Regions from separate parts of the Mus musculus genome. Here all the other regions are linked to region 3. A link is a contact called in public HiChIP or PLAC-seq data. All regions are on one chromosome and are shown on one strand. The core of a region is the stretch at or near the end of the contact, and the rest is flanking DNA. Distances in the headings are between cores, read along the strand shown.

The links. HiChIP or PLAC-seq counts read pairs in DNA pulled down with a chosen protein or histone mark.
Region 1: an H3K27ac HiChIP or PLAC-seq map of extraembryonic endoderm stem cells shows a contact between it and region 3. The contact joins the enhancer-like site here to the promoter of Zdhhc17 in region 3. A contact is called at or near these places in 3 of 39 promoter capture datasets (cranial neural crest, embryonic stem cells and liver), 1 of 484 Hi-C or Micro-C datasets (embryonic stem cells) and 2 of 115 datasets of contacts at active chromatin or transcription factors (extraembryonic endoderm stem cells and trophoblast stem cells).
Region 2: a contact with region 3 is called in an H3K4me3 HiChIP or PLAC-seq map of craniofacial prominence, with 3 times the contacts expected there. The contact joins the enhancer-like site here to the promoter of Zdhhc17 in region 3. A contact is called at or near these places in 8 of 39 promoter capture datasets (the C10 cell line, the HPC-7 cell line, cranial neural crest and 5 more), 2 of 15 datasets of contacts at CTCF or cohesin (the NIH/3T3 cell line and embryonic stem cells), 5 of 484 Hi-C or Micro-C datasets (embryonic stem cells, forebrain, muscle stem cells and 1 more), 20 of 115 datasets of contacts at active chromatin or transcription factors (the 230-238 cell line, the NIH/3T3 cell line, bone marrow-derived macrophages and 11 more) and 4 of 9 other capture datasets (adipose tissue, embryonic stem cells, liver and 1 more).

Annotation. Positions count from the first base shown.
Region 1 is chr10:110,876,601-110,880,187 of GRCm38.p6, reverse strand. The region is part of intron 2 of 1700020G17Rik (RIKEN cDNA 1700020G17 gene); the gene reads left to right. Among named protein-coding and RNA genes, the nearest start is that of Gm22186, 14 kb to the left of the region's middle. Within about 2 kb of position 1,612, at least 72 of the 459 cell types and tissues checked have an H3K27ac peak or open chromatin away from gene starts, as enhancers often do. A contact at or near this core is called in embryonic stem cells, extraembryonic endoderm stem cells and trophoblast stem cells, where this site is marked.
Region 2 is chr10:110,802,717-110,806,432 of GRCm38.p6, reverse strand. All of the region lies in intron 2 of 1700020G17Rik (RIKEN cDNA 1700020G17 gene), which reads left to right. Among named protein-coding and RNA genes, the nearest start is that of Gm36808, 6.1 kb to the right of the region's middle. Within about 2 kb of position 1,277, at least 78 of the 459 cell types and tissues checked have an H3K27ac peak or open chromatin away from gene starts, as enhancers often do. A contact at or near this core is called in the NIH/3T3 cell line, adipose tissue, craniofacial prominence and 3 more, where this site is marked.
Region 3 is chr10:111,008,353-111,012,236 of GRCm38.p6, reverse strand. It overlaps Zdhhc17 (zinc finger, DHHC domain containing 17), which reads left to right and starts at 2,171. Exons shown (of 17, transcript NM_172554.2): 1 at 2,171-2,299. The coding sequence starts at 2,207.

The DNA.
Region 1 (3,587 bases), core at 363-2,862, 130 kb after region 3:
TTCCTTGAATGAGAGCCGACAGTGGGCATAGATGGATATTTATCCATGTTTCAGAAGGCAGGATTCAACCTGTCGCCCACTCTTCTTCAAGTCTTCACCCACCATCCCCTAACTTTCTATTGCTCTTTTTATGCTTCCAGTTCTTTGTCCTTTTTCTCAGCCTCTTCTCTTCCCTCAGACCACCCACCCTTCAAAGCCTATTGCGAGGCACTTTCAATCGGGCTAGAGTCTAGACTACAGGCTGGACAAGTTGTTCTCTCCCGCCCCACCCAATTCTCCAAGGAATTGGGCTAAAGACTAAAGCCACATTTCACAGTGACTGCAGAACTTCCCACTGGAACAAACTGTTTTCTCTTGGCCAGATTTAATGACCCATGAAACCTGAAGTGTGAACTGTTAGGGAGGGATGTAGGAATAATTCCAGTCCTGGGACAGTTGGACATTTCTTTTGATCTTCAGCCTGCTCCTGTCAGTTTGGGGAGGGCAGAGATGGAGGCTGTAAGAACGCAAAGTGAGGATCCAGGCTCTGCTCAGGCCGCTGTATCCGCAGCAGCCCCCTCTGCCCTGCACAGGTCCAGACAGGCACTCTACTAAAACACTGTCCTGGAGCCAGGACATCTTATCTCAGACGTTTATGTAAACATCACATTTCTTGTTCCCTGCCCCCTCCCCTGCATCCTGCAAGAGAATCCCAGAGCCTGGTGGCCACTCCAACCTTTCTCAGCATCAGAAGGAGACAAGCTCTAAGAAGAAGCTTGCTCCTGTACATGTTGGCTGTGGCTGGTTTCCCCAGAGACTCTCTCTGCATGTTGTCTATCTTTGCTGCTCGGGTCTGAGCACTCCTCCGAGTTCTCCATCACACTGTTACTTCTGTCTGTCTTCTTCATGGCACCAAGTCTGCTAATAAACTTCTCACTCCCTAGTAATCTGTCTCAGTGTCCTCTTGAACACCCCACCCCCACCCTAGTCCCCAAATAACTAAGGTCCTTGTGGTTTGTTTTTGTTTTCCCAGCTATAAATGTAAAGCCCAGACAAGGCAGCACTAGGAGATTTTTTTTCTTTTAGTACATAAACAAAGAACAAACTTTATAGCGCATGGTGCTGATTTTAAGTAGAATCTGTTTTTATAGACAAACCTGAAAGGGACACGGTGACTTTTAGGATTTGACTCTGAGGACATTTTGTTGGCAAATACATCTTTGAAACAATTCCGAACCAAATTTAACCAAATCCATACAGTCATTTCTGGCACGCCATTTAGGCTTTGTATTGTTAGTGAAGCAGCAAAATCCATTAAAGAAAAAGCCCTGGTCAAGAGAAGAGACACTGCTCTGGCTGCAGACCCAACATTCCACATTCCAGTGAGGTCAATTCAATTGTCTTCTTAAGGAAGGCAGGCTCGCCTTAAGCCAGGCTAAAGAGATAGGCAGAACAAATTCTCCTTTAATGCCCGCCTATGGCCTGAGTCAGCAAGGCAAGGCTTTTTCTTTTTCCTTTTTTCTGTCTCTGACTTTCAGATCCTGGCCAGAACCTAAGCACACCTTCTCTCATGCTTTGGGCATTTTTACTGTTTCTCTAAAGCTTTCCTCCCCACCACCCCACCGCACTGCTGCTGTATAGTCCTCAGTACCAGCATAAACAGCCCCTTGGCTTCTCAGTTACCCTCCTCTGGGCCACTGCTGAGATCTGCAGCTTGCCTGCCCTGGGAGCTTTACTTTTAAACTCATAAAATTGTCTTTGAGCTTCTGTTTGAATCCATTCTTTTTGTTTGTTTGTTTTGGTTTTGGTTTTTGGTTTTTTGGGACAGGGAAATCCATTCTTAAATCATTTTCCTAATAAAACTAAGAACCTAAAATGGTGGCTTCAGCTTCCCCTGTATCATCAGGTGATGGCGGGAACCCCCCTCAAATTCCAGGAACAGTATTGAGTCACTACCTGTAAAAGATCAAATTCTCTCGGGGAGCTGATAGCGTCGGAGCTTGCTTTGAAATCAAATCTTTGCCCAAAGCGATAGGCGCGCACACAGCTGTTAGCTTTGCCAGGCAGCTAGTCATGGTAACTTGCTCAGCCTAGCAGAGGGTAGGTAAGCCTGCTCCTGCTCTCCAGCAGAATGTGTGGGATACAGGTCCAGCCTATCAGAGCACAGTGACTGAGTGATGAGGGCTCAGGCGCCAACCAGAGGCAATAACACACAAGGACCCATCTACTGAGCCACTGAGGAGGTCTTATGCTTTGCTCTGGGATGTAGTTTGGAGAAATTCCAGAAAGTGTCATCCTACCAGCAGCAGAAGGAGCATGAAGGAGAATAGATGAGAGCGACTGAGAGAAGCAGGGTCAGGCTTGAGTTACAAGAGTAAAAGCTTTGGCTCGTTCTATGCTGAATTGCCTGTCCCCGAAGTGTTCTAAAGTGACTCAACGAATCTAGCATTTATTGGGGCTAGATTTTGTTTGATCCATCTTATCAAAAATAGTCAAAAAGTAACGCAGATGATTTAAAGACAACGTCTATAGGTCCCCTTTAAAAATTCCTAATACATTAGCACAGTCTATAATTTTTTTTCCTCTTAATAAGTTTAGCAGGATTTCTATTTGGTCATTGTTTTTGTTTTATTAGCTTCATAAAAAAAAACTGTCAGCATTTGGTTCTCTGGTGTTTATTTGCAATTTCTTTTATTTTAATTGTTTTATTTACATTCCAAATGTTGCCCCCATCCTTGTCCTTCCTCCAAGAGTTCTTCACTCCATGGCCCTTCCCCTTTGCCTCTGAGAGGGTGCTCACCCCACCTGATTCCCCCTAACTCACCCCCTCATTACATTGCCCTTCCCTGGGGTATCGAGTCTCTACAGGATTAGGTGCATCCTCTTCCACTGAGGCCAGACAAGGCAGTCCTCTGCTACATATGTGCCAGGGGCCATGGACCAGCCCATGTATGTATACTATGGTTGGTGGCTCAGTCTCTGGGAGCTATGAGGGATCCAGGTTGGCTTATACTGTTGTTCTTCTTATGGGGCTTCCATCCCCTTCAGCTCCTATAATCCTTCATAAGGGTCTCCAGCCTCAGTCCAATGGTAGGCTGTGAGATTCTGTACCCGTCTCCATCAGCTGCAGGTCGAGCCTTTCAGAGGACAGCCATTGTAGGCTCCTGTCTGCAAGCACAGCATGGCATCAGTAACAGTGTCAGGGGCTGATGCCCAACCATGGGATGGATCCCAAGTTGGGCTGGTCACAGGATGGCCTTTCCTTCAATCTCTGCTCTGTTTTTATCCCCGTATTTCTTTTAGACAGAAACAATTCTGGGTCAAAAAATTTGAAGGTAGATTGTTGACCCCATCCCTCTACTGGGGCCTTGTCTATCTACTTGAGGTGGTCACTTCAGGGTCCATCTCCCCACTGTGAGGCATTTTGACTGAGGTCATCCCCATCCCATGTTTTTTTTTTTTTTTTTTTTTTGTGTGTGTGTTTTCTAATTTTTATTTTGATTTATTTCTCTCTTCCTGAGATTCCTCACAGTCCTATATGGAAATTTCCAGAAGTTGGTATTTGTAAAGTTACCTGTTTTGTTAATATTCTCCTTCTCAATGAGCCA
Region 2 (3,716 bases), core at 28-2,527, 200 kb after region 3:
TGCACCCAAACGTCACAGGACTATACCGTTCTCCCTGGGTGCCTGAGGCATTGGCTCCATGCCCCTATAGACACCAGCATCTATAGATGCTCAAGACCCTTTTGTAAGATCAGATGGATGTATGTCCTCCCAAGTGCCTCAGGTCGCCTTGAGCTTACCCACACCACCCAAAGCAAGACAGATGGTATGCGAATAAGTGTTATTCAGTATCATAGAGTAACAAGCAAGCCATCCGTCAGAGCATGATCCAGTCTTTCCTCCTTCCCTCTCTTCCTTCCTTGAACCAGGATCTCACTCTGTAGCCCCAGACTGCCCCAGAACTCACTGCAAGCCCAGGCTGACCTTAAACCAGTCCTGTCTTGACATCCTGAGGGCTGCGATTTCACCACCTCACCTGGCTCTAAATATGTCTTATCTGAGGTTGGTCACATCCACAGATATGAATTCCTGTGTTTGGAAGAATGGTATCTAATACTGGAAATACATGCTGGCTTGCTCTAGCTTGCATGGCTTTGTAACGATATGGCTCGGCTTCTGACTGAGTGAGTGAAAACCCTTCAGTGAAAAACAGCTTGCTCTTAACCCCCCCACCCCCCACCCCCAGCCATGTCCAGCTAGGATAGATGAAGCCACAGGACACCAAATGAGGACCGTGGCTACCATGCCTCATTCATCGTTCTTATCTGGTTGACTGCTTGTAGAGAGATGTGAAACACACAGGCTGACTGAGCAGTGTGCTGTCCTATCCTTGGTAACTCTCAAAAGCAAAAGCTAAGGGCATGAGGAATGCCTTACTAGACCAGCATTAGCTAAATTATGATTTTGAGAAGCAAGATCAGGTCAAGGCACCAGGGATCAAAATCCGATGTCTCTGACCTCTGTCTTCACAAGCTCCCTTCCTGGGAGTGGACAGCCCCATCTTGTCAGAATCAGTTCCAGACAGCAGCTCATCTCTAGAAGCTCCTGAGCTTGGAGCCTGGAGGGTCAGGTTTCCAGAAAGCCAGGCAAAGTCATCAATGTGCTGTGTGAGGGTGGAAATTCCATATGGTTTCTGACTTGTAAAAAAGTAAAATAATATTTTCAAAAGGCTCTATCTTCTCTATTTCAGCTTGTTTTCTCAAGGTATAACCTCTCCTTGTGGTTACTCTCTAAAGGGAAGTATTTTTAAAGGTCTCCTTTGGAAATAAAAAAAGTTACGTAAGTTAGACGTTTGAGCTGTGTCAGCAAGTATGTGCCGGGACCGCCTGCCAGCAGGCTGTGGGTCCTCAGTGGCTGCCTGCCTGCCTTCAGACCTGACTCAGAAGGGAGGTGGAGAAAGATTTGACAGTTTCATTTTATATGTGAATAATTTTGAAAATGTTTAACTAGGTTATAATAACCTTGGTTTTTATAAGCCAGGGATTAAGCCAATTCATTCCCCCATCACCCACCCTCCCCATCTCTAACTTTGAGACTGAAATGCTCTACAGTTAAAAGCAAGGACTTGGGATTCCAGATCTTTGCAGAATGGGGATAATGCTAGAGGGTTTGGGGAGAGTATGTCAGATTGGTAACAATAGATAATACTAGCACTGCATTTCACTAAATACAGAATATCCTTATACTTTGGAGTCGACGGTATGAGTCTTGTCTACGATGGCATAATATCCCCACCTTCAGGAATAACGCGTGCATAAAGGGTGATGGAGCCATTAGTTAAGACTATGGTCTTCCATTCCAACACCAATAATTCATTCATTTAATCTCCCTGAGCCTTCATGAATCATTTAGAATGTGGGATGGCAATCACACTAAGGTTTTGTCAGGACTGACTGACTCATGACTGAGTGTTCAGGACAATGAATAGACCCTGTAACAACGGTACAATAACCACAGTATGGGCCGCCCACGGGGCAGGGGTGTTCCAACAGTTGCTCAGAGCACCCTTGCCAACTTCCTGGCCCCCTTCTTGTCCCGCATCATGGCTCTTATTCTTTCTCTCCATGGAACGGTCCTTCAGCTACAATAGCAGCACGCCCAGGAGACCACATCCTCTCCCATTGCATCTGGGTTTGATTAGCCATCCTCTTCCCTTGCATCTGGATTTGATTAGCCATCCTCTCACTCTGCATCTAGATTTGATCAGTTTCTCAGGTCCCACCTCAACCTAGGACAGACACTTCTGTGTTTCAATATTATGTTTACTTTACCGACCCACCAATCTCACAAAAGCAACATTTGTTGTTCCCCTTTCCATGTTTTAACACACGCTTCCAGATTCCGGAAATCAAGTGGTAGAACCTCAGTCCAAAGTTCGTGCTGCCCACTGGTCCCTGGGAGGATGCTCAGAGAGAGAATCTTTCCATATTCTTAGGTATTGCATAGAGGGAGAGTAACCCTCAGACCCACTTTCATGGAACACTACAAAACAGCCCCATTTGAGTTTTCTCAATCAGCTCGAGTTATGGCATCACTTCTGTGTCTCGGGGACACTTCACAGTGAGGAATTACGCGAAGGTGCAGTCTGCCATACTTATCTTGGAGACAGCTGGATCAGTCACAGCCGAGAATAACCAACCCCAAAGGGGTCTATTTCCACCGATCAATCAGCTTGCTGCTGTTGTCCTGGGACGATCACTAACTCCTAAATTCTGCTTTTTGCTCGTTTCTTGGCCTTTAGCTTCTATACCACAGATTACAGCAGGCAAGGAGAGTTAACTTGTTCTTTGGCTTCTTCTATTTTGCCTTGTCCTTACACACCTCCCACCTGTGCCAGCTGTATGAGTCCCCACCCGGTAAGTGCCACCTCGTGGCTAATGCCATCCAAGCATTCTACTGTTCTGTAATAGATGTGTTCGGAGTGCAGTCATTATGAGTTCTGACTGCTCACTCAGGCGGACTTAACTCCTACTCCGTATTTTTAAGTATCAAATAAAATCCCTTTGGTTCTTTATTTGACTTTCAAGTTCATGAAAATCTTCTGTAACATTAAATTGCACCCCAGTGCACTCTCTCTTACTTGACTAAATCGGCACTGTCGAGATGTAACAGTGGGGCTGGTACAGGGTTTCCCGCCGTAACGTTACCATTTATTTTATGTTAAATGACCACAGGCCACATTGTGTCCACCGTGACACTCCTCTAGCGCTTTAACTCCAGTATACCTGGCACACCTAAACTTTGTCCTCCCTATGTAATGTTTTCCAGTACCTGAGGGAGAAGGGAAAGTGGATGTTGTTCAAATCACTGCTTATAATCCTGAGAAATGTTAGTGACTTAAATTTTCTTCTGAATTGCAATTAAACCAAAGTTCCAAGAAATTTAGGTGGCACCCTTTTAAAAAATTAATTAGCAATTTCTCAAATCTTTGGCAACGTTTATATAGGGAAATGCAACCTGCTTTTAAAACAAAGACAATGAAATCCCCCGAACCTTTGTCTGTGTGTCTATGTGTCTATGTGTATTTATGTGTGTGTATGAGTGTGTGTGCATGTGTATGTGTGTGTGTGCATGTGTTTGTATGTGTGCGTATGTGTATGTATGTGTGTGTATGTGTGTGTATTTATGCGTATGTATGAGTGTGTGCATGCATGTGTGTATGTGTGTGTGTATGAATGTGTGTGCATGTTCTTATTTTCTGAGGCTTCCCATTATAGCAGTGAAGCGAATAAGGAAAGAATTCTGAAGTTAAAGTGGGAACACAAATCATAGTGTTTACATATTTGATGGTATCAATT
Region 3 (3,884 bases), core at 922-3,421:
TCTTTCTTTCCTTCCTTCCTTCCCTCTCTCTCTCTTTCCTTCCTTCTCTCTCTTTCTTTCCTTCCTTCTCTCTCTCTTTCTTTCTTTCTTCAGACGAGGAAGGATTAATTTCGGTCTATGGTTTTGGAGGTTTCAGTTATCTTTGTCTTCATTGATTCTTGGCCTGAGTGAAGCCAAGCATCGTGGTAGTGGGAGCATCATGGAAAAAGCAGGTTGACTCATAGTGGACAGAAAGAAGAAAGAGCCAACGACAAAACAAAACCAACAACAAAATCCCTACATTAAAAAAAAAAAAAGAAATATCTTGATTTACTTAATTTTGTTATCTAGTTAACCTACAGCTTTTTAAATTACCAAACCACCACGTGGGCTAAACAGTAGATTTTGCTGACTCAATTAATTTGGACCGTTCTTTCAAAGCCCTCTGTGAACCCAGGCTTCTCAGGTTGAACACCTCTTTTATGAAGATGTCCACCATACACCTGCACTCCATGGGCACTCATACAAATTATTTTGTTTTTGTTCCCCATACCTAGTTCTGTCGTTCATTTCATGTTGGTTTGAATGCCACACCCTCTCAACTGTTTCTTTACTCTTTTTTTTTCCCCTAGATTTGGGTAAATGCAAAAGCCTAAGGGTAAGGAGATCGAGCCTGTAATATTACAGGAAAAAAAAAAAAGAGTCTGTTCATGCTGACACGTGACTGAAGAAAATTTCGGTGCTGTGAACGAAAAACTAGGAATTCTGTTTAGAATTGCATGGTTTCTGGTTTCTGCCAGGACAAAAAAAGAAAGAAAGAAAAAAAAAAAAAGAAGAAAAGAAAATCGGTCCGTGCCGGAAGGAAAAGCCCTGCTGAGAGGATACACACAGAGACAGGCAGCGCCAAAGAGACCGCTTCTTTCCCCCCACCAGAAGCAGCTATAAAATAGCATATTCATCCTTTTTCTGAGTGATTACTGCCCGTTTACCGACGAATACTAGGTCTACTTTGCCGTTTTCATTTGTTACTGGGAGAGCACAGTATTGAACGGACCTAGCCTCGTGATCTCGTCCAATGCCTTGTTACTCCTGGTTTTTCCTCACCTCCTCAGAATCGATTATGTCCAATCCAGAACCGATCTCAGCTCTCCCCAGACCCTCCTCAGATTCTTTTGGCGGGAATATAAACCTTACAAAGGGGTTTCCTCTTCCATGCCCCATCCTTTTTTCCTCTGACGTGCCTTCCTCCCGATCTACCAGTAAATCTGGCTTTGTCCGACTGCAGGTTTTTTCCCCTCTGGTGATCTTTGGCTGATTTGGCTTTGACAGGGGACTGGTTAGTATCAGAATCTCTAATCAGATCGCTCTTTGCTAAATGTTCCCTGGCGCTGTAGAGATTTACAATCCCTAGTAGCCCAAACCAGAAACAAATCCTTTCTGCAATTGTTCCATCAGCCCCCTCCCAACCCCAATATCCTCTTAAAGCCGGCTTTAATCATTTTTATCTGGGTCACACTCTAGAGCTTTCATTTTAAAAAGGTTTCACTTTTGAATCCCCGGGTCCCTATTAAAATGCAGCAGATGGGAAAGTGTGGGGCTTTGACCTTGTCAAAAGCAAGGATTTTAAAAAAAAATGCCCTAGCTCAATCGCAAAGAGGGCATCACACAACAAAAGCTTTTTCAAGGAAGCCAATTTTTTTTTTTTTTTTTTTTGTCCTTGCTTCTCCCGGTGTCCCCGAGGCACAGGTGCGGAGGCGAGGAGAACGCATCCTTGCTCTCCCAGGGTCACACCCTAAGCCCTTCCAGCCCTTGGAAGGCTCGGGACCCTGCCCTGCGCGGCTCTGGATCTCCGTCTTGTGTCGCGCGCGGCCTTTCCCGGGTGGCCGGAGCCGAGGAGCAGCAGCAGCAGCAGCAGCAGCATCGGCCTCCGACCGGGACCCGCCCCCGGGCCGCGGCGCCCACGCCCAACGCGGTCCGCTGCCCCGGCGCAGTGCAGCAGAGAGCACACTCCAGCCCCGGGCCGGGTCGGGCCGGGCCGGCGCACGCGCATCGGGACCCGCGCCCTCCGCGGCGGGAGGGGCTGAGGGGGCGTCCCGGGGGCTCGGAGGGAAGAGGAGGTGGCGGCGGTGGCGGTGGCGCCGCGTCGCCCTCATCCGGGCTCGCGCTCGCCCTCGCGCTCGCCCTCCGCCTTGCCGAGCCCCGCGAGGCTGAAACGCTTTCTCCCAGCATGCAGCGGGAGGAGGGATTTAACACCAAGATGGCGGACGGCCCGGATGAGTACGAGACCGAAACGGGCTGCGTGCCCCTTCTCCACCCGGAGGTGAGGGACGGCGCCGAGCGCCTTCCCGGGACCCTGCGGTCCCGCGGCCTCGCTCCCTCAGCCTCGCCCGGGGCGGCGGCCGAGGCGTCCGGCGCGGTGACCTGTGGCGGGACCCCGGGGGAGGCTGAAGAAAGCGAGTCCAGGCCCGAGCGCGGCGGCGAGCGAGCGGATAACGGGGGAGGAGATAGCGGGGCGGGCCCGGCCGGGGCGGGCTCTGGGACGCCGTCCCTGGCGGTGCCTGGAGGACAGAGGTGGGGATGGCGATGGTCCTGTGGTGTCGCCGCGCTGCCTGCGGGTGCAGGGGCGACGGGGGCCTGCTGACACTTTGGAACCTCGGCCGGAGCCCCTGGTCTCGCTCCAAGCCTCCCCAGGCAGGGGAGGCAGCCGATCTGCTGTTTGGTTTTAACTCTCTCCTCGTCCCCTCTTTCTCGGTGGCGGATGACACGACCCTTCCCATCAGTTCACTCGTTCCCCGGGGATCGTAGTTTTCCTGGGCAAAGTGATGTCCTTCCAGATTATGCCATAGCAACCAGCTCGCCGCTGGGGACAGCGAATTTCGGGGTGTGTTTGCCCTTAGGCTATTAAAAAGAAAAGAAAAGAAAACAACAAAAAAACAAAAAGAGAGAGGGTCTGAACTTTGGCGAATAAACGCACGCACCCATTAGCTTGTCACAAAGTAGCGCTGTTTGGGGACTGTCAGGGAGGGTAGACAGCGCAACACGTTTCCCACCGTTTTTTCTTTTGTATCTCCTGGACGGGAACAGTTTTCTCTGCCGGAGCCGTCAGGTTCTGCCCGTTGTTTACCTCCCAGTTTGTAGCTGAGTTTGTGTTTAGTAAAGGCCTGGAAGCAATTCTTTGTGTATCCAGGTTTGTTGATTATTATTATTATTATTATTATTATTATTATTATTATCATCGGTGCACGGTGAGATGCGGGGAGGGCAGGAAAGTGTAGCGCAGCTTCCTGCAGAACTCAGGTCGTGTTTTGAGGTTGAGAATGGTGTCCAGATCCGTGGTGTTCGAATAAACGTGGTTACTTTGCATTCGATTGATTTTATTTCTTCCTGGCTTTTGTGTCTTGTTTTTTTTTTTTTAATTGTAAATACAAAGGACCACTTTCGTATTAATACCCTATTATCTCTTAACTTGATCATACACACACACACACACACACACACACACACACACACACATACACACACACACACAAACTGAGACAGTTTCTTAGAAATATATGCTGAGACAAGTCTCATTAGAAAAGACTGTTTTGGGTTTCTGACACAGCTATGCAGTAAGAAGAAACTTTCTGAAAAATTAAAGTGGCAATAAACTTAGAAAGATTTCTTTTGGTTTACACAAGGTCCTAAAATATGTCCAGAAAGTTTTCAGATGTTGTGTTGTATTTGGGGTTAAGGAATATTTCTGCTCATCGGTTCCTGTGGGTATATTTCAAGCACTTAAAAGTGTCTTATGTATTTTAATGTACTGTGGCACTCAGTGGATGTTTGGAGGTAGAGAGAGACGGATTAGGAGCTCAAAGCTATCTTTGAGAGTATAATGTGTTGGAAGCCAGCTTGTGGCTCAG